Linked DNA regions of Sus scrofa: regions 1, 3, 4 and 5 are each linked to region 2. The links are chromatin contacts, called in public Hi-C and HiChIP or PLAC-seq maps. All regions are on one chromosome and are shown on one strand. The core of a region is the stretch at or near the end of the contact, and the rest is flanking DNA. Distances in the headings are between cores, read along the strand shown. Region 1 has its middle 240 kb from the start of RUNX1. Region 2 has its middle 410 kb from the start of SETD4. Region 3 overlaps LOC106505851 (a long non-coding RNA gene). Region 4 overlaps LOC106505851 (a long non-coding RNA gene). Region 5 has its middle 120 kb from the start of SETD4.

What was found. A called contact is a pair of places that touch in the nucleus more often than the background predicts. HiChIP or PLAC-seq counts read pairs in DNA pulled down with a chosen protein or histone mark.
Region 1: an H3K27ac HiChIP or PLAC-seq map of alveolar macrophages shows a contact between it and region 2. The contact joins two enhancer-like sites. A contact is called at or near these places in 1 of 47 Hi-C or Micro-C datasets (epiblast stem cells) and 1 of 2 datasets of contacts at active chromatin or transcription factors (alveolar macrophages).
Region 3: a contact with region 2 is called in an H3K27ac HiChIP or PLAC-seq map of alveolar macrophages. The contact joins two enhancer-like sites. A contact is called at or near these places in 2 of 2 datasets of contacts at active chromatin or transcription factors (alveolar macrophages and skeletal muscle).
Region 4: an H3K27ac HiChIP or PLAC-seq map of alveolar macrophages shows a contact between it and region 2, with 18 times the contacts expected there. The contact joins two enhancer-like sites. A contact is called at or near these places in 1 of 47 Hi-C or Micro-C datasets (embryonic fibroblasts) and 1 of 2 datasets of contacts at active chromatin or transcription factors (alveolar macrophages).
Region 5: a contact with region 2 is called in a Hi-C map of alveolar macrophages, with 2.9 times the contacts expected there. The contact joins two enhancer-like sites. A contact is called at or near these places in 5 of 47 Hi-C or Micro-C datasets (alveolar macrophages, embryonic fibroblasts, heart right ventricle and 1 more) and 1 of 2 datasets of contacts at active chromatin or transcription factors (alveolar macrophages).

The regions. Positions count from the first base shown.
Region 1 is chr13:198,877,781-198,880,480 of Sscrofa11.1, forward strand. No RefSeq gene overlaps it. Among named protein-coding and RNA genes, the nearest start is that of RUNX1, 240 kb to the left of the region's middle. Within about 2 kb of position 1,406, at least 1 of the 83 cell types and tissues checked has an H3K27ac peak or open chromatin away from gene starts, as enhancers often do. A contact at or near this core is called in alveolar macrophages, where this site is marked.
Region 2 is chr13:199,181,350-199,184,049 of Sscrofa11.1, forward strand. No RefSeq gene overlaps it. Among named protein-coding and RNA genes, the nearest start is that of SETD4, 410 kb to the right of the region's middle. Within about 2 kb of position 1,367, at least 2 of the 83 cell types and tissues checked have an H3K27ac peak or open chromatin away from gene starts, as enhancers often do. A contact at or near this core is called in alveolar macrophages, where this site is marked.
Region 3 is chr13:198,825,919-198,828,618 of Sscrofa11.1, forward strand. All of the region lies in intron 1 of LOC106505851 (a long non-coding RNA gene), which reads left to right. Among named protein-coding and RNA genes, the nearest start is that of RUNX1, 190 kb to the left of the region's middle. Within about 2 kb of position 1,388, at least 2 of the 83 cell types and tissues checked have an H3K27ac peak or open chromatin away from gene starts, as enhancers often do. A contact at or near this core is called in alveolar macrophages, where this site is marked.
Region 4 is chr13:198,855,216-198,857,915 of Sscrofa11.1, forward strand. The region is part of intron 1 of LOC106505851 (a long non-coding RNA gene); the gene reads left to right. Among named protein-coding and RNA genes, the nearest start is that of RUNX1, 220 kb to the left of the region's middle. Within about 2 kb of position 1,371, at least 4 of the 83 cell types and tissues checked have an H3K27ac peak or open chromatin away from gene starts, as enhancers often do. A contact at or near this core is called in alveolar macrophages, where this site is marked.
Region 5 is chr13:199,472,010-199,474,709 of Sscrofa11.1, forward strand. No RefSeq gene overlaps it. Among named protein-coding and RNA genes, the nearest start is that of SETD4, 120 kb to the right of the region's middle. Within about 2 kb of position 1,377, at least 17 of the 83 cell types and tissues checked have an H3K27ac peak or open chromatin away from gene starts, as enhancers often do. A contact at or near this core is called in alveolar macrophages, where this site is marked.

The DNA of each region.
Region 1 (2,700 bases), core at 156-2,655, 300 kb before region 2:
TTAGAATGGATAAGCAATGAGGTCCTGCTGTACAGCACAGGGAACTATATCAAGTCTCTTGGAATAGAACATGATGGAAAATAGTGTGAGGAAAAGAATGTGTATATATGTATGACTGGGTCACTTTGCTGTACAGCAGAAATTGGCACAATGTTGTAAATCAACTATACTTTAATAAAAAATAATTCAACTGAAAAAAAACTAAAAAATGTGAAGAAATAAAAATCACGGGGTCTTCTGATCCTCTCGGGGCTGTAGAGATCTTCCTAACAGTTGGGAAGTCATATATCAATGAAGCCTTGAACTAAATAAATATGTTTGAGAATATGCAAAGAAATATTTTTCAAATGAATATAGATGTTATGAGAAATAAAATGCAATATAAAAGTTTAAAAAAGAACAGATTGCTTTGGAAAATCAATTGCAACAACTTCATCCAGTCACTGCGTTGTGACCCCCAAGATTCAAGTAACAGTGGGTGACCTTTTATGCTAAGATTTTCTTTTGAATGTTTCAACACAACTACTTGTCATAGACATCTGAGACCGTGTCAAAAGCTGTGAGCAGTAGAATATAATCTATACCACCTTTTCTCTTGTACTATACGTGTCCATTTTACTATCACGGAAAAAGGGCAACTGACTATCACTCTTGAAATTGTAATCATCAGTGGAATTAATCTCCCATTCTTAAGAACTTCCTCAAGGTGTTAGATGTTGCTCCTTACCAAAAACCAGTCTTATAGCAAAGGAGAACAATTTAGAGCATTTTTTTTAAGTCCTTGAAGGCAGGGACTGTGATATTTTTTTTCACTCTTGAATCCCAATATCTGGAATCTAATAAGTGTGGATTAAGTTTTTAGAAAAGAAACAAGGGGGTGAGTCTAGCTTTATCAATAATCAAAATTTTAGATCCATGATTTTGGAGGATGACCTTATGGTATAAAAGCTTTAAACAATTTGCATTCAGAAGACAAATATACTACAGCTCTTCCCGATTTTTTTTTAAATTCCCAAGGAAAAGGTTTTCTTTTCCACTAGCAAGTCCTTATTACCTTAGTAATCTACTATAATAGCCTTGCTCCAGTCATATTTGCTGTGTAACAAACTACCCCATAGTTTGTCAACTTAAACCAATGATTTTGTTTTCTTCACAGTTTGGGGAGGTCTTGACTGGATGACCCATCTCTATTCTCTATGTGGCTTCAGCTGTGGCATGACTGGGGCTAGAGAAACCACTTCCAGATATCCTCTGCCCTCATACATCTGGCTCCCTGGTGCTTCTCTCTCTCGCTCGCTCTCTCTCTCTCTCCATGTGACATCTCATCTTCTAGAACCTCTCCTGGACTGTGAGTTGGGTTCCTCCAATCATGCACAGCAGCCCCAGTCTCTGTATACTGGGACTTCTACACAGTGACTCAGTTCTGAGGGCAAGTTTTCCAAAGGACCAAGGCAGAAGCTGCAAGACTTTTGTAACCTAACCTTGCATTAGAAGGACACCATGTCACTTTCCCATACTCTCTTGGCCAAACAAATCACAGAGCCCCCCAGATAGAGGGTCGGGGGCATAACACTCCCCCAGAGGGGAGGTTCAAGAATTTCTGGGCATTTTTAATCTGCCCCCAAACTCACAAAGAAGACATGGGAATAACTGATGTCTTTGAAAATATGAGAGTATGCTTTTGTGAAGCAGGGTGGGGAACGTAGCAAATGCTTCATATATTTTTGTGGATCAATTGAATAGATGAATTAATGGAGGAAGGAAGTACCGATCATGCTTTCAGTCCTGCAGTATGCCTGTGTTAATAGTCTTTACTTTAAATGGGTAAATAGATCGAATCATGCCAACATAAATATTATGTCTTGTATATTTAATGTAATTCCCCTTCTGGGTGGAAAGAAACACAGCGATGTGAACATATTTAACTGTGGCCAAATCTTTTCATACTCTACACATGGAGTTTGTGTTGAAAATGTGAATAATGGTTACTTTTTATGGAGTCTGTTTTTGTTTAAGTATCTACCCTATAATACAGCTCTTATACATTTGAAACCAAGGGATATCATTAATTTGAAGACCAAAGAAACCAAAATCTGATTATACCCAAAATAAGAATAATAGCAAAGGATAGATGAATAATTATCTCCATCAAACTAATCTCCAAATATTTGATTAAATCCCAAAAGCTTTTTACAAGACGTTTCTTCCCTTAGATTTTTATTTTCATTTATCATACAAAAATTCATACACTTGTGATTCATTTTTGTTTTACTTAGCTAAACACTGCTTCATTGGCAATTTACTTGATATTCATACAATTTGAGTCAATTTCATTTTCCTTAAAAACAGGAAGTTGACTTTTGCCAAGACTAAATGAACTTGAACACAAACTTTTAAATGTGCCTTAAAGGATGGAATCCTCCATGCTTGGGACCATTCTGATGTCGGCAAGACTCTTCTCCCACCCAGACTACGAAATAATAATGATGCCTTTTAGCAATTTAAGCTTTGAGTCCCAAAAACCTGAATCTATTACTAAATTTCACTTAACGACAGGACCTTATTTTTATCTTTAGTAAATATCCCAGGCCATGTTTAAGTACCAGAGACAAACTGGTTTATTACAGATTTTAAATTTGGAATGATGAGCAAATCAATATTTCAAAGTATAATAGGAACAGATTCTATGACATGAATACA
Region 2 (2,700 bases), core at 117-2,616:
TCAGACAAGGTTAGTCGCCTGATTCCCAACTGGACTCCTGATTCCCCAAGTAGAACTCACTGGGCATCAACCATGGGCTTACCTGAACCTCATTTACTCCTCACAGCAACCCCATGACGACTTCAAGTACATACTCTCTACGTCTCTAAAGGGAACATCTATAGGAATGTACAAACTGACTTGTTGACACAAGCTGTGGTTTAAGCCCAGTCTCCTCTTTCTGCCACCTGTTGTTTATTAAGCACAGATCACATGCCAGACACTATGCCCAGGGTTTTCCATTGCACTATTTCTGTTATTCCTTCCCAGCTCCTACAAGTCAGGGATTATTATTATTCCCACTTTACAGATAAGGAAATTGACCCTCAAGAAATTAGTCACTTGCTCAAAGATGCAAAGCTGGTGTGATTTAAGCCAGAACTTACCTTTTTTCCCTTCTTTACCTCAGGATAAAATGTCCACACCCTAAGCATTGATTGCACAGGGCATTATTGAAACAACCTGTAATTATTGATCTACACAAACATTGGAAATGTCTTCCTAGTCTATAGAGTCTGATTTTGTTCAGGCAGCAATGTGTTAATCTGGATGATTTAGTTGGTATAACTGAATGGTGACAATCCCAATTGATTTAGCCAGTGATTAGTGGTTGCCATTTGACCTTACTCTGACCAAAGAGATGTAAGAAATCTCTTCTGGATTTACAGAAAAGACTTTTTCCTCCCTGACAAATAGGACATGCAGAAAAGAAAGCCCTTTGGCACCAGCTCCTCCTGCTGGCTGCACACAGATGTGTGAGGACACAGTGGTTGGAGCAGCAGCAGCCGTCTTGTGAACAGGAGTGTGTTGGGGGGCATTGCTCAAATGAAAGAGAAAGAAAAGTTTAGGAGTTGAAGTCATTGCTGTGCCTGGGACCAGCACCTACTTGCAGTTTTTGCAATGTAAATAAGTGTCCTTTTGATTTAAAACTCTGTTAGTATGTTTCCTATTTCTCCAAATGCATCCCAAATGATATAGTAAGTCAAATAAAAATTAATTTTTATTTATTCTGAAGTTGAAATTTGAGTTTGTTCAGTGACTAAATGAGTAACCTATTCTGTATATGGTCCTCACTCTCTAAGTCACCTAGAAGAACAATTAGTGACTTGGTTCTTTGTTTTTATAGGAGAAATCTTTTCTTCTACCCTCTTAGATCTTTTTATTGGGGTACTCAAACTAACAACGGATAGAGTCATGTAAGTAAAGTGCACAAGGTTCATATGATATGAATATCTTCTTTTTTTCTTTTTGGCTGCATCTGTGGTATGTGGAAGTTCCCGGGCCAGGGATTGAACTTGCGCCACAGTAATGACCCAACTGCTGCAGTTACAACACTGGATTCTTAGTCCACTGAGCCACAAAGGAACTCCGATGTTAACATGTTTTATGGGACACAGAGGGCTTCATAGGTGGAAAGTGAAAACTCCAAAGAACTGGCAAGACTCAGGAGCTTACATACGGCCTTAACAAAAGATGATAAATTTGTGGAGAAGTGACAAGACAAAGGAAAGGGATTTGAGTTTTTAGGTGTGATCCACTGCAGGAAAGTGGATAGGAAATACATGAGGGAAACTAATGGACAATGATGGTTATTTTAGTAAGGTTTGTGCTTCTGATGAGTCCATTCATCTTGGCATCAAACCCTACCCCCATCTCCCAGGATAAGAATGTTCTCTTCTTTCTGGTATCAAGAGATATCTTTCTCGTGGGAAATTTCTGTCTTGATTTTAGGCAGAAAGGGTGAGAGTGGAGAGCTGTTGCTCAGTTATTTACAGTTCAGACTAATCAATATCCCAAAGCAGCATATTTCAGGTGGATATGTTTTGATCTCCTTCACTTTCAAATTCACTTCCATTACTTAATTTTATATTTAAAATATAAATAATATATTTTATATTTGAATTATAAATCAAAAATAATTAAAATATTTAATTTTATAATATAAAATTACTGCTTACCTACCAACCTTAATTACAAGGTTTATTGCATTTTATATTTAAATTTTTAATATTAATATGTGATTGTTATAATAATTTAACCACTACAGAGATGTGTAAAACAAAAGCGAAACTTGCCCCAGCCTTAAAATGTACTGAGGGGTTCCCGTTGTGGCTCAGCAGTAAGGAATATGATTAGTATCCATGAGGACGGGGGTTTGATCCCTGGCCACACTCAGTAGGTTAAGAATCCGGCATTGCTATGAGATGTGGTGTAAGATGCAGATTCGACTCGGATCCCCATTGCTGTGGCTGTGGTGTAGGCCAGTGGCTACAGCTCTAATTAGACCCTGAGCCTAGGATCTTCCATGTGCTGCGGGTGTGGCCCTAAAAAGACAAAAAAGGTACTGAAACTTCTTTTTTTTTTTTTTTTTTTGGTCTTTTAGGGCCACACCCATGGCATATGGAGGTTCCCAAGCTTAAGTTAGAATCAGAGCTGTAGCTACCGGCCACAGCCACAGACAGCCTCAGTCACGGCCATGCCAGATCCGAGCAGTGTCTGCGACCTACCCCACAGCTCACAGCAATGCTGGATCCTTAACCCACTGAGCGAGGCCAGGGATCAAACCTGCATCCTCACGGACACTAGTCAGATTTGTTTCCCCTGAGCCACAACAGGGACTCCTAAAACTTCTATTAATAATTAGAAAATTAATTTAGGTTT
Region 3 (2,700 bases), core at 138-2,637, 360 kb before region 2:
AGGGATCTAATTGGAGCTATAGCTTCCAGCCTACACCACAGCCACAGTAATGTCAGATCTGAGCTGTGTCTGTGACCTACACCACAGGTCATGGCAATGCTGGATTCTTAACCCACTGAGTGAGGTCAGGGATTGAACCCACAACTCATGGTTCCTAGTCAGATTCATTTCCACTATGCCACAACAGGAACTCTAATTTCTCCTTTTTCATTTCTTATTTTGTTTATTTGGGTTTTTTCTCTCCTCTTCTTTGTGAGTCTGACCAGAGGTTTCTCAATTTTGTTTACCTTTTCAAAGAACCAGCTCTTGGTTTTATTGATTTTTTTCTGTTTGTTAAATCTCTATTTTATTGATTTCCTCTCTGATGTTTATGATTTCCTTCCTTCTGCTGACTTTAGGTTTTGTTTGATCTTTTTTTTTTCTAATTCATTTAGGTGACGGGTTAAGTTGTTGATTTAAGATTTTTCTTCTCTTTTGAGGGAAGCCTGTATTGCTATGAATTTCCCTCTGAGCACTGCTTTTTCAGCATCCCGTAGATTTTGAGTGGTTGTGTCTTCATTATCATTTGTCTCAAGGTATTTTTTAATTTCCTTCTTGATTTCCTTATTGACCAATTGGTTTTTTAGTAGCATGTTTTTCAGTCTCCATGTAGTAAGTATTTTTTATCATTTCTTTTCCTGTGGTTGATTTCTACTTTCATGCCATTGCAGTCAGAGAAGATACTTGAAATAATTTCTATAATTTTAAATTTGTTGAGGTTGGTTTTGTGCCCCAGTATGTGGTCAATCCTTGAGAATGTTCCATGTGCACTTGAAAATAATGTATGTTCTGATATTTTTGGACATAATTTCCTGAAAATGTAAATTAAGTCTAATTTTCTATTGTGTAATTTGGGATCTATATTGATTTTTTAGGTCTTATGTCTGGTCTTTACCTATATAACCCTACTTTGTGATGATATACATAACTTGAATAGTGAATTTGGGGAATAAAAATTTTATGTTAGAATGAGATTTTATTCAATTGCTGATTGTGACAAATTTGCGTTTAATATTTATGAACAAAATAGAGAATGAAGCTTGACTTATTCAGTATTCATTCCCTCCCACTAGCTCTTAACACTTTGGTTTATTTGATATAAATGTGATAATCATCCAAGACTTCTAAAGTTGTCCTAAAAGTGTCTTACTACTGTTGCCAAATTCACAGTGGATTGGACAGATTAAGTTCTCATATTAAGTCATGTACCATAGGCAAATCAAACATATTTAACAAATTTGACCCAGCTGTGAGACTTATAACAAAGAAGAAGACACCTACTCTCCACTAAATTGAGGTCTCAGCTGTCTTATGAAGAACTGGAGCCATCACTAGGAAGTGGATGAACCTGTTGGGTAATATAATTATGCTGAGAAATATGAGCTCAGCGTCAATCATGCCAAAACAAAAAGCCATTGTGTTGAGTTAACAATTTTCAGCCTTGAATGGAAACTGAAACTAAGTAAGCTTAATCAATCACTCAAATCTTTCAGTTACAGAAGTTTATTATTTATAGCTGATTTCTTTTCAAAGGAGTGTTCAGCCTCATATTGGTCACTTTTATGGTTGAGATAGCCACTTGAAAGATTTTACCATTAAAACATTTCTGATCAAATTAATTTTTCCCATATTTTATGAGGTGGAGGTCCCAGCTATGCAATGTAAAAGAAAGTTGGTCAAGGTTTTGGTCTGTCTGCACCTCCACATCCTAACTTTTTGTAAAGTACCACTATGATCCACTTCTAAATAAAGGGATAGATACACATTCTAAGATGCAAATCAGGCTTCCATCAAAGCATGTTCCCTGTACTCTGCACTTGTGGATCATCCTAAGCAGTGGATCCCAAATTTGCTGCTCCTCTGAGAGCCTTTATAGATATCAAAGGCCATCTTTTGCTGCAGGCCAGCTGACTGACTCTTGGGGATGGGAAAAGGGGACAGGTGACCCTCCAGTTGATTTTGATGCATGAGAGAGTTATCTGGACACAAAGCATATGGAGCACCTTTTCAACCCATGTCATGCCCAAGGCTTCAACCATGATTTGACTATGATCCATGACTTCCAAAACTCTACTTTAGATTTTTAACATTTAAGGACTGTGCAATAATGATGACCAATTAGCTGTGGTGGATGAAAGCCATCATTTACAACCACTGAACTGGGTGTTAGGTACTTTCTTATTTCATCCTAGTGACAGCCCAATGAGAAAGTTTTATTTATTTCTAAGAATTAAGAATCTGGGGTTCAGCAAAAACACTTGCACAAGGCCATACAGACAGTAAGTAACAGAACAGTAAGATGCAAGTGTGTGTGTATCACATTCCAAATACAGGTCAGTAGGACAGCCATAAAGGTAACCCAATCCTGGTTCCTTGGAGGAAGGGAATCTAAGCTGTAACTTGGAGAATAAAATGGGGCCTGATTAGGGAGGCCAGAATGGGGTGCTGGAGGGTGGGGAGAGCTTCTAGAAAGGGGGCAAAATAGGAGAGAAAGAGTTTTCTAGGCTAGAGCAGAGGATGGGCGATGGGTAGCATATGCAAAGGTCTGAAGATAAAACATAACATTCTGGTGATCCAGATGAGGAATAACCTGAGATGTCCTCAACTGGCTCAAGTAGATATGGCACAGTGTCAAGATTATCACATTAGGGATTCTATGGA
Region 4 (2,700 bases), core at 121-2,620, 330 kb before region 2:
TTGATGGTGGCTAAATTATGGAACCCAAAACATGTCATGAGTGTGTGAGAGCCTGACTCTAATCTCTTCTTCTGCCTTCCAGAGTCCACACTCTTAACTGATACAGCATTCTGCCAACAGAATATTGAGTCTACACAGTCGTCCTGCTCTTGAGACTGCTAGGGCTGAAAGGAGGGCCAGAAGGGAAAATAAGAAGGGGTCACCACAGGTGGCTGATTTCACTGGCCAGACATTTTAGTCTCTTTCTTTGATTTTTAAATGGAAAAGAGCAAAGCTAGAATAAGGCTGATTTTTGAATTCATATGTATGACAATTCAAAACATGTATTATAACATGATTAAATCCCCTAAAAAAGAAATAAATGGGTGAGAAAAGACAGAGAAAAACCGTGTGTGTATGCATGTAAGGATGCTTGTTAATACAGAGGTTTCCTCAAAGGACTAACATTTTAGTTTGAAAAGGTAATTTGTGTGGTTAATTGTCCTTGAGGGAATTTAAGTTATACAGCTTTCAATACATATACTATTAAGAAATTTAAGGCATATTTGGGGGAGTATTTGACCTCATACCACAACTAACCATAAGTGACACAGGGTGTTGTAGGTTGAAGAGCTGAACTGTGTCCCTTAAGATGTGTGACAGTCCTAATACCTGGTACTTGTGACTGTGACCTTATTTGGACCTAGGGTCTTCACAGATGCCCTCAGGCTGACATGAAAATTATTAGGGTGGACCTTCATCCAAATGTGACCGGTGTCCTTATAAGAAGAGGAATATTTGGATGCAGATGTGCAAGGAAAACTCCACGTTGATGAAAGAGGCAGCAGTGAGCTGCACGAGGTGACGAAGATGCAAGACGAGGAACCCCAAGGAGTATCATCAGCACCAGAAGCTGGAAGGGGCAAGCGAGGATTCCACCCAGAGTCTCGGGCTGAGCCCGGCCCCGATGACACCTTGGTTTTGGACTTTTGGTCTCTGGGAGTGTGAAAGAATCCATTTCTGTTGTTCTCCACCTGATTTGTGGTATTTTGTACTGAAGGCCTCAGGAAACTAATACACAGGGGTTTGGGCAGGAAAGGAGCAGTGCAGTTTGAAGACAAGAATAATTGGGTACTGGAGGAAAGGGGAAGAGAAATAATGATGACATAGGAAAGAGGTGACATGTCCCGGAAAAAGAGGAAGTCTTGACGCACCTACTTTTTTTGTTTTGATTTTCTTAGAATTCAAAATATGCCGAAAAAAGTTCATGTAAGTTGAGTGTCACAGATATCATCACAGAAGAGAAAACCACCCACAAACCTTGCTGTCCAGATGCATGAGGGTGAATCAAAACGGATGGTATACTTCACGAAAAGGAACCAAATATGTTATCATAATTACTAAACAGAATATCACAATGTGACAGTGTGTGTGTGTGTGTGATGCAGTGCGCTGAACAGCACTGACCCTCATTGAGAAAGAGCACTTTTTAGGGAATTTCCCATTGGATTTTTTTTCCCACTCTGGGTCTCACGCACTGACAGCACCATCCTAGAATAGGGTGTTGATAAGACAGCTTTTAACTCAGATATTCATGATGATCACAGAAGAACTGGATCATTGTTACTGGACAGGCCACAGGAGGAAGTATGAATTATTCACCATGTGGATTTACATGAAATGATCTGTCTAGGACATGGGACGGATTCTGGGAAAAGTCCCAGTTTTGTTCGCAGTGAAGCACAGGAGAGATGGCTTCCCAGGGTGACCCACAGAAACACCTCGGCAGAGGGCTGATGTGGGGGCTCTGTTGTTCATTGAACTTTGTCGTTGGGCCAGTTGGTCTGTGTTCCTCTCAGGATCTTTATACCTGGCCTTGCCTTTGCTTCTCGCCAAGCTCAAAGCCTTCCCTGACCTTCTAATCCCAGGACTAACCAGATCCCCTGTAACTGGAGCAAACTTGACCTGCACACCCTGAGAAGCTGATGTTCTGTTTTGCCAGCGATGTCAATGCATGAGTGATTTTTGTATTCCCATTTTGGGGAGATAGTCTCTTTAACTGATGGCATAAACTGTAACCAGATGCTGCCTTCATTCTCTTCTTTCTATGGTTTGTTGCCCAGGCTCTGGAAGGAACCTTGACATCAAGCTCTACTCATGACATTTAATAGCTGTTTGACACAGGCTACATTTCTTAACCCCAAACCAAGTTTCCACACCTGTCAGATGGTCATGTTACTATTGCAGATCCTTAGTAAGCATCGAATGAGGCAATTTTTAGAAGTTGGTTTCTTTTATTATAAAAATGGCTTATCCACTCTGGCATTTTTAGAGGGATGTGAATGGTAGGGCTACACCCAGAGAAATGAGGGACTGTCTCATATTGGAGGCTAGATCCCAGGGCCTTTGGAGAAAGCACTGTGAGGTCTGCCCTGGTACCTGTTAGATGACACAGGTTCCTGTTGTCACAGTGGGATGATCACACCCATCCTCCTGCTTGTGGTCCTCCTTTCCTTGGTCCTTCTCTCCACACACCCTGCCCCCCCGCCCCCCGAGTGAGCGCATCCATCCAGGGTGAACAAACCATTGTAATGGTGACGGCTCTCAGCTGAGCTCCAGGCTACTGTATCCAACTCCTCCTCCACTGGTGCACAGACCTCTCAAAATTAAACTCTCTGCTGTTGTTCTATTGCTTCTTGCCCACTCTGTCCCATTTCTCCT
Region 5 (2,700 bases), core at 127-2,626, 290 kb after region 2:
CAAAACAGAACAATCTGAGTTTCCTACCCTAATGTTGTCTTCTGTGAAGCGATGCTGCCTGAGAAATACTTTCCAAATTTAGACACAATTCTAGTTTCAGAATCCCTGATCGGCCCTGAGTTTATAACAAAAAGGAATATCATTTGAAAGGATACAACAAATAAAAATGTAACCAAAAGGATGGAGAGTTCTTCTCTGAGGACGTTTGCATTTTGCTTCCATATCAAGAATACGTGAACTAATTATTTATACCTCAATAAAACTTTAAAAAAAGAATACATGTGTCCTCCTTTAATCCAATTACAGATATTTATTTTAAAGAATCAATCAGAGAGGTGGAAAATGCATATGTAAAAATATCTTTCAGCATCATTTCTGAAGTAAATTTGGAGCAACCTCAATCTCTGCCAATAGGAAAATGATTAAACAAGTGAAGCACGGGCAAAAGATGGGCTACTACGCTGCTGTTGAAAATTGGGTTTTTAAAGAGAATAATATGGGATATTATAAGGGAGTATTTCATAATATAATATAAATGCACAGGAGATGTAAATTATAAATTAACTGATGTAATTTTGTCTCTAAACGCTAAGAATATTATTTTCATGATACTCCTTTTTTCAAATTTTTACAGTGAAATGTATCATTCATATTGGAAGGTGGGGAATACGGCTATTCAAAGAAATGCATTTATCCAGAAGACTCCTTTTCAGTGTTCCTGTTTTACATGGATGTTAGTATGTCTAAGTGAAGCCTGCATGCCGCAACCCTCGCGCGTTCCCCGGCCCCGCAAGGCATTCTAGTCTGACTAGTCTGCACCCCAAGGGAAAGACTTACAGAAGTCCGGGAACGCTAATCTACTTTTCAGTTACTCTGATGATTAAGTTTGACCACAAAGCAGTGCCAGTAGAGTAGGTTTGTCTCTTCAACAACAGATGATTCCGCCCCCAAGAATCACAGATAAACAGTTCACAAATGCACTATCTCCTAAACACCGTCAGGGCTCCAGTGCTCGTGTGTTGACACAGAAAGTGCATCAAAGCTGTGTGTGCAAGTTGGCCTGTGGGCAAGAAAGAGAGGGAGAGAAGGAGGAGGAGGGAGGGGGGGGAAGTGAGGGGAGAAAGGGAGAGAGTGTTCACACCAGTGACTCAAGTCTGTGCTTGGCTAATTTAAAATTCGCTGACTCGAAAATGTTCCTAGCATCCAGGATAGGGTAGCTAAGCCCGACTCAAGGAGAATAGCCCTCTGTTCCTTCTTCCACTTTACACGAACATCACAGCTTTGTCTGACGCGTCTGTATACACAAGTCGTCTAGAGCACTTGAACTGGTGCCCAGCAAAAAGGGAGAACTGAGCCCTTCTTTCAACAGGATTCCGAGCCTTAGCTTCAGGCATTATCTGCAGGCAGGAACGCGTCTGCGTATTAATGTAGATCTAGCACGGATACGAGAGACATCTAGCGGCAGTTGGGTGAAACAGGGCAACATACAGACTACGGAGAGAAAGCAAGGCGTCCTTCATTTACAATTGTTTTATCTGATAATTATTATTAAATATCTAATGTATCAGGCACTAAGCTAAGTTTGAAGGGATACAGCAAACAAAGATAAAAAACAGAATTTTCAATAATTTGCATGACATTTGTATCAGAATTTTCCATAATGTATAAATATGTAAATATATTTGAAAATGTCTTTCTTTCTGTCATCTCTATTTATGAACGACAAAACAAAATCCCACATTCAAAACAGAACATCTCTCAAAGCAAGACCAAAATATTTGTTATCCAATGGTAAGACAATGATTTTCAAAAAGTTCTAGAAAATAAAAGCAAATGCTATATCAATAATTCCAAATTTGAGATACTTGCAAGATTGTTTTCTTTCTTTGATTTTTATAACAAGTTCACCCATTTCCTCTTAACCAGAAACTGAGTATTAGGAAATAGTGCTTTTTTTTTTTTTTTTAATGTCCACGGCCGCAGCATATGGAAGTTTCCAGGCCAGGGATTGAATCCAAGCCAAGGCTGTGCCATTCAGGCTGGGGATTGAACCATGTCTCTTCAGCAACCAGAGCCACTGCAGTAGGATTCTTAGCCCATGGCACCACATCAGGAACTCTAGAAATAGTACTTTTAAAGTGACTTTATATAAATCTTGTTCTGATTGTTATAGAAATTAATTTTATACCATCCTTTATGTTAATCAGTTCAAGCATTATGCTCACAAACTAACCAAAGGCAAATATAAAACTATAATACTCTGATTCAGGTCCATCAATAATTAGTATACAAAAAATTTTCTGTGCTAATAATAGGAAACTATCTCTCTGTGTGTATGCGTGTGCATGTGTGTTCATGTGTGTGCATGCATGTTTCATCCTTGACTTACCTCCCACCACTAAGAAATATCAATATGTGGAAATTCTAGGCTGCTTTTTACCTTTAGTTGTGTCCTAACGTATTGCATGTATAAAATGGCACACCATCGTATTTTCTTTCCTTTGTAAGAAAGGAAAAATACTTCAAACTCTGTCTTTTAAGCACCAGAGAGGTTTGTGCACAATTATAAGGAAGAAAAGTTGGTACCTTTCTTCCAGGCAGGAACGACGCCAACCCAAACCGCCAGATCTTATAAGGTCCATGCAAGTAAAGCAACTCAACTTAGAGTTTATCCTACTGAGGGGTTTTGGTGAATGAAAA